Linked DNA regions of Sus scrofa: region 2 is linked to region 1. Evidence: chromatin contacts called from public HiChIP or PLAC-seq data. All regions are on one chromosome and are shown on one strand. Each heading gives the region's core, a stretch centred on a gene start, on an enhancer-like site or on the middle of the called end of the contact. The rest is flanking DNA. Distances are from core to core; before and after follow the strand shown.

What was found. HiChIP or PLAC-seq counts read pairs in DNA pulled down with a chosen protein or histone mark.
Region 2: an H3K27ac HiChIP or PLAC-seq map of alveolar macrophages shows a contact between it and region 1. The contact joins two enhancer-like sites. A contact is called at or near these places in 1 of 47 Hi-C or Micro-C datasets (epiblast stem cells) and 1 of 2 datasets of contacts at active chromatin or transcription factors (alveolar macrophages).

What each region holds. Positions count from the first base shown.
Region 1 is chr12:46,672,469-46,676,301 of Sscrofa11.1, reverse strand. No RefSeq gene overlaps it. Among named protein-coding and RNA genes, the nearest start is that of BHLHA9, 30 kb to the right of the region's middle. Within about 2 kb of position 1,596, at least 10 of the 83 cell types and tissues checked have an H3K27ac peak or open chromatin away from gene starts, as enhancers often do. A contact at or near this core is called in alveolar macrophages, where this site is marked.
Region 2 is chr12:46,822,497-46,826,007 of Sscrofa11.1, reverse strand. All of the region lies in intron 2 of ABR (active BCR-related), which reads right to left. Among named protein-coding and RNA genes, the nearest start is that of ABR, 12 kb to the right of the region's middle. Within about 2 kb of position 1,942, at least 52 of the 83 cell types and tissues checked have an H3K27ac peak or open chromatin away from gene starts, as enhancers often do. A contact at or near this core is called in alveolar macrophages, where this site is marked.

The sequences.
Region 1 (3,833 bases), core at 347-2,846:
CCTGTAAAACCATGTAGTGAAGTGGTTTTAATTGCAGTCATTGGGACCCATAGCTGGGGGGCTATGGAGGGAGAAATGTAATCTAAGTGACAGACAGTATTTGATTAAAACCAGTGCACACAGCTGGAGCCGGAGCCATTGTGTGATTTACAAAATGTCAATTCTAGTAAAATCTTCAATACCATGAAATTATAAAAACTAAGTTTTGGGGTTTTATTGCTGCAAGAGTCAAAAAGATTTAGCGTCTTTCTGTTTACTTGTTTTATGCTCTAGCCTTTTTCAGGGACGAAAATATGTACATTAAAGCACTTCTCAAACAGTTATTCTGCTTTCTTGGCCATCAGAGCTCTAGAGATGCGAATAGTTGCTTCAGGCCATAATGACAACCTTCTCGTTAATACCCAAAGCTAATCTCCTATAAAATTTGACATTTGCTCATCAGAAAACAATTCCTTTTTCCAGGCTTCTTAACTGTGCTATTCTCCCTGCAGGGAGAGGGTTTCACCTCTTTGATTACTCCTGTAAGTGGAGTTAAGTGTGATCATTAAGAATAAAGATGAAAGCAAGGTGGGGTGGCCACACATCAAATCTACCGCCTAAAACAAAATCAAAACAAACAAAACCTCAATTACAGCCAAAGTCCTCTAGGACAAAGTGCTATTTATTAGTGGGCTATTTTCTCATCTCTCCTTCTGAGGGAAAAATCACTCCCAGAGACGCTGATGCACAGCCAAAGGGCTGTGGGTCCAAAGGGACCTTTGCGAAGTGACCTGCTTTCCTGGCAAGTATGGGATGTGGAGTGTCCTTGGGAGCTTCAAAGTCATCGGAGACTGAGGCATCTGAATTAGAACCCTGCCCTGCCCTCACACCCTTGGGAAAAAAGGTGGGAGTCAAGTTCACTGCTAAGTGGGGTTGTTTTTTGTTTTTGTTTGCTTTTTGTGTTTTTAGGGCCACACCCGTGGCATATAGAGGTTCCCAGGCTAGGGGACAAATCAGAGCTGTAGCTGGCAGCCTACACACACCACAGCTCACGGCAAAGCCGGATCCTTAACCCCCTGAGCGAGGCCAGAGATTGAACCCACCTCCTCATGGATACTAGTCAGGTTCATTAACCACTGAGCCACGATGGGAACTCCAAGAAATGGTTTAATTTCAGAAGGATATTGTCTGTCCAGCCAATATGTACCCCTGCTCTGTGACGGGTATGGATCCTGCTGGCTAAATGAAGTTAGTTGGCCACTAACTAGGGGAAGCTAGAAATTCTAGTTGCCCAGAGTCATGTCTTTGTCTCCAGATTGTAGCCTCCTAGAGGACAGGGATTATATTTTAATCCCTAGTTCCTCAGTGCCTGGCACGAAGTACATGCTCAGTACAGAAAGAATGAAATAATTAAAACAACAGTTTACACGAATTCATTCATGCATTATGTATCATGTATCCCGTATTAGCCCTGTGCTGAGTCTCAGGAATAGATCAGAGGACAACCCTGGTCTCCATTCTAATGGATTTGCTGCTCAAGGTACAAGATGTCCAAGCACCACAGGAGATCGGAAGAGGGACGGTGGATGTGTGTCCACCCCACACCCTAGAGAGGCTTCCCACCCGCTGTCGTGGCACCTGCAGAACACAGAGCAAAGGAATGGGGGGAAGTGGCTCAAACTCCTCGGGGCTCTCGCTGCCTCGGCCCCCTGTGCAGGGGGCAGTCATGCTCTTCTGGGGTGTGAGAAGATGAAGAAAACCAGGGTACTCGTCTTAACCACCGCTCCCAGCCAGAAGCCCAAGGCACAGAGATTGTAATCTACATCCTTGCTGTTACCAGAGGAGAACCAACGCAGACACGGGAGAAAATCACACCATTGGCGCAGATGGTGGGGGTGTGGTTTCGCTAGAGATGGAAGCTGGAGCTCTAAAAAAAAAGGCAGTGGCGCGCCCCCTGCTGGATCCAAGATTGTTCTGCAACTAACCGAGCACACGCTAAGCCAGGTGGGAGAAAGGCTCAGACGCAAAGTCAGAACAAGGAAACTTCCTTATTCCTCCCAAATGCAAAAACCAGATGATCAAAGGGGAAAATCTACCAAGGTTGAGGCAGGGCCCCCCCATTTCCCCTACCTTCTGGGGGATATCGAAAATGGGTAAATGGTAAACAAAACTCCACCTGTAATCAGGTGTAACCACTTTTCTGGCCAACTCACTACCCATTGATGCCTCAATTCCCAACGCCGGCTCAACTTGGGGAAGCATACATGAATGATCAGAAAACAGCCATCCCCCCTCTTTTTCTGCAAATACAAGGACACTGGGTGTGGGTAATAATACAAATAGCATCGCTTGTAAGGTTTGTGTATCTATCTTACTGGCACCCCCATTATCCCCTCCCCCAACAACATATAATTTGAGGCTTTTCTTTAAAAAAAAAAAAAAAAGACTTTAACGCCCCTAACTAATCATTTCCAAACAGCGACAATTATAAATTCCAAACAAAAACTTAAGAGGCATGTGAGCCTCTCTTAGGCTTTTCATTTCAATAGATTCGCTAATTAAAAGCTATAATTTAACACATAATGACCTAACCATCTCACTTTGAAATCAAACAAAAACCTACCACTAAAACATTGGACTAGATAAAGATAATGAATCCAGGCGCATTTCAGACTCCTGCCGGGCCCCCGCTGGCCCCCTTCCAGCAGCGGGCCTGCCGCCTTTGATGAGCAGCAATAGTTTTCCAAACCATTTGGAGCAAACTCACTATGGGGAGGATAAGTGAGCAATTTGTGAGGCTAAGTGTTTTTTTGGACCCACTCCCACTGCTGATGGAGCAGGATGAATATGTATCCCTTCTTTGCCCTCATTCATTGTCACTTGGTCAATTTCATTTTCTCCCTGGCCCTTCTTTGGCCCCTTGGGAAGAATGCTGTTCCTGAAGTAACAAGCAGGAAGGAATCGTGATCAGGAAAACTAGTGATGAAACCAGGTGAGGCTCACTGCCCGCGGCATCCTAAATGGTTAATAAAATAATAACAATGATTGCTTCCCACCTACCACGCCCCCTGCCTTGGCGGGGAGTTGGGCATCTGTGCCAGGCTAAAAATAGCCTTATGTTCTGGAACCTCCCCCGCAGCCCAAGCTCACACCACTCGCCAGTGTGTGCCACCTGACTGTTCCGCAGGAGCGCTCATTCTCTGGGGCAGGGGGACCTCAAACCCTGGCCCCTTCCTGGAGCCCTGGGAGAGGAGAGAATTGGGTACCTCTGAGAAGGCCTCAGGGAGTGGCAGGAGACTCCCCATGGAACCGAGGCAGGAGGAGTGGGCACTGGGTGAGACCCCAGGAGAATACAGAGCTTGGACACTCTGCTTGTAGGTGCCGGGAGGAGGGGGCAGGCAGGTATAGGCATGTCACACTCCCACCTCCAGGACCTCAGCATGGGCTGTTCCATCCCCAGGAACTGCTTCTGCCCTGAAACTGTAAACCCTAATGGCCCCTCTCTTGAGCACGGTCCCTGTCCTTTAACTCCCTCTCCCCAGCATCCTACCTGTACCTGTTCTTCAGCCTCAAATAGACCTGGTAACAGTCACAACCATCACATCCCCACTGTCACCATCCTCCTCAGTGCTACCACCACACAGTCACTGTCACCATCCTCCTCAGTCTACCACCACGGTCACTGTCACCATCCTCCTCAGTGCTGCCATCACACGGTCACTGTCACCATCCTCCTCAGTGCTACCACCACACGGTCACTGTCACCATCCTCCTCAGTGCTGCCATCACACGGTCACTGTCACCATCCTCCTCAGTGCTACCACCACACGGTCACTGTCACCATCCTCCTCAGT
Region 2 (3,511 bases), core at 693-3,192, 150 kb before region 1:
GAGGAGCCGGAAGGAAGCCGGTGAGCCTGTGCCGCGGGCAGGGGGCTGGAGGGGTGAGCAGAGCCAGATCGCACAGGGGAAGGAATGCGGCTGCGAAGCCCATGCAGTGACCCGGCTTTCCCTGAGGGACTGAAGCAGGGGAATGCCGGGGTCTAATTTTCTCTTCAGGAGATTATTTTTATGACTCATGCTCCTTGTTCTGGAGAATGCTATAATCTATTTGGGTAACTGGACCAACACAAACGAAACAATTTAGTGGACAAAGCAAGATAGAGCTATTACTCAACGTGGACCGTAAATATCAACCAACTGGTCCCAAGGTCGTGCTGGTGCAGCCTGGAGAGAGCGGCACAGAGGAGGGGATGGGAGAGGGAAGATCTGAGCAGGTGGAGGGGCGGGGCCTGGGTGAGCCTGCCAGCGGGGGGACAGAGAGGAAACCAGTGTCCTCGCAACCCTGGGTGGGCCCCTCACTGGGCTCACGGCTCCCAGCACTCCGGGGAGGACACACAGCCGGCCCCCAGCATGGGCTAATTTATCCTTTTTACCTTGATCTCTCCAGGTCCAGGGGAGGGTCCAAGTGGCCACAGAGGCCCTGTCCCTGCCAGGGTACAACCCCTCCCCCACCGGGGGGGGGAAATTAAAGGAAATAGGAGAACAGTCCTGGTGGAGGCGGCCGGGGGTGTGTGTGTCAGGATTTCTCAGAAGCTGCTGGGAAAGCACTCAAACCCACGCACAGACAGGACACCACTGCTCTGCTTCCTCCTCAGCTCCCACCGGCTGCAAAAGGGGAAGCCGCGCTCGCCAGGGCCCGGTCACATGGACAGGGCCTGTGCTCCAGGCATCACACAGTTCTCAGGACAAGGTAGGGGGCCTTTGGAGGAAGGGAAAGTGCTGGGTGCATGCCCTTGGCTGGCCTGAGACCCTTGAAGGCAGTTATTTTTATCTGGTGAGGTCCCACATATAGGCCTGGGAGCCCACACAGAGCTCCAATCCAGCTCCGCTCTTCCGACAAAGCGCGACACACCCGTCTGCCCTTCCTCCTCCCAGTGGCCCAGGGCAGAGGACAAGGCCCGGCTCTGGAGGTCCCATAACAGGCTCCTCCAGAGGAAGATGGGCCAGGTGGGTTCGAATTCATTGCGTGACTTCACACTGTCGTCTGTCTGCTCTGTCCCCCAGCAACTTGCCTTTCGAAACAGAGGAAAGAAACAAGGCCCACTTCCTCTACCACCTCCTATATCCCAATGGCTGGGAGGCTGTGGCCTGGGGGGACGGGGAGGGGTGGGGGGCCGCATCCTGGGGCCTGGGTGCTGGAAGGAGCCACGGGCAAAGGCAGCCAGATGCAGCCTTGGGTCCGTCTCCCTTCCTTCACCCCCGCCTCAGCCCAGGCTCCCAACCCTCTCCCCTTGTGATCTGAGCCCAGCAGGATCCTGGAGGGTGTGGAAGGTTCCCACACCTGCCAGCAAGCCAGCAGGAACAGAGGCTCCTGTGTGACTCTCTGCACCTGTGTGTGTCCACAGGCCTGGGTACACACACCCAGCCGTTTGCATAGCAGGAAGTGTTAAAACACACACTCAAGAGCCGAGCTGCGGGAACGGGGGAGGGGTGAGGAGGAGGCGAGCCGGGCAGCCAGGTTTTCTTCTCTGGGCCCCTTTGTTACGTCACCCCAAGGAGCAAAGGGCTTGGCCTCGGGGTACCTGGGGAGAGCCCGCCATTCAAGGAGGTCGAATTCCTTATCTCTAGGCTTATCATCTGAGACTGTGGCCGAGGAGGTCTGCCCCCTCTCCCTGGAGCCCTCCAGCCAGTCCCTCCTACTCTTGCCTCAGCTCAAGAAAGAACCTGCCAGGGGTCCTGGATGGACAGGAGGGGGAGAGGAGGGACCCACCAGGGTTGCCTCAGGACTGGGGGCCCCAGCCCCACTGTTTTTGTCTGGAAGGCTTGAGCCGTTGGAAAGGCAGGCGGGGAGGGAGTGTCTTGGCCCCTAAATCCGGTGTTATCTTTACCCAGACAGACGGAAACTCAAACTGGGCCCAATGACAGAAGAGAGCCAGGCTGGAATCTAAGAGGGGCCTGCTTCCAGTGAGAACAGGCACCTCCCCTTTCTTCAGGGAATGCGTGTGGATAGAAACAAACAGGCCCTAACCTGCATTCTCTCCCAGAAGTGGAGAGAATAATTGTATCAGCTAACACTCAGGCTCTTAGAGCTTCTGGTACAAACTCACTCAACCCTCACAGCAACCCCATGGAGAGAGTACTAATATTAGTACCTGGTTTGCAGATGGAGAAAGTGAGGCTCAAAGAAAGGTTCGTTCACCGGCTAAAGGTCTAGAGCTAGTAAAGCAGCCAAACAGGGACCCAAAACTGGGCAGTCTGGCTCCTTTGTCTGAATTTCTTTCTAATATGCATCCTTTTCGCGGTGACAGCCGTGCCCCTTTGTTTGGGGACAGCGATTCATAGTATACGGTGTACTTCAGCTGCCTGCCCTCCTTCCTTCAGCTGATACTTGAGTGTCTGAGTACCTGGCACTGTTCGAGGGCCCCCAATGGATCACCTGATCATCTCAGCCACACGAAGAAGAGAAAGAGAAGGTAATGGCATTATTCTCATCTTCGGATGAGAAAATGGAGGTTCAAGGAGGTCATGCCCAAAGCCAGTGGTTTTTTGTTTTTGTTACTGGTTTTTTTTACAGCTGCTCCTATAGCATATGGAAGTTCCCGGATCGGGGGTCGAATTGGAGCTGCAACTGAGGTCTACACCACAGCCACAGCAACACTGGCTCCGAGCTGCATCTGCAACCTACGCTGCAGCACATGGCAATGCTGGAACCTTAACCCACTAGACAAGGCCAGGGATCGAACCCGCATCCTCACGGAGACAATGTTAGGTCCTTAACCTGCTGAGCCACAGTGGGAACTCCAAGCCAGTGGTTTTTAAAACCCACAACACATATAAGAAAGTATGTGGCCCAGTACATACATACACATACATATCTATCCATATAAGCCAAAAGTTGCATGAATCCATACTCACTCCTGTTACGTGTGATGCACGCAGACACGTTCTTTCTCATTGGTTTTAAAATGCTGGTTCACCCCGCTTTGATGATTGCAGAACCCACTAGTGGTTGAGATGCACAGTTTGAAAGACAGGCCAGTAAGTCTCCCTTTTTTTTTTTTTTTTTTTTTTGCTTCTTAGGGCCCCATCCAAGGCATATGGAGGTTCCCAGGCTAGGGATCTAATCAGAGCTACATCTGCCAGCCCACGCCACAGCCACAGCAACATGGGATCTGCGCCGAGTCTGCAACCTACACCACAGCTCACAACAATGATGGGTTCTTAACCCACTGATCAAGGCCAGGGATCAAACCCGCAACCTCATGATTCCTAGTTGTATTTGTTTCTGGTGCGCCACAACGGGAACTCCCCAATAAGTCTACTTCTTTTTTTTTTTTTTTTTTTGTCTTTTTGCCTTTTCTAGGGCCGCTTCCCGCAGCATATGGAGGTTCCCAGGCTA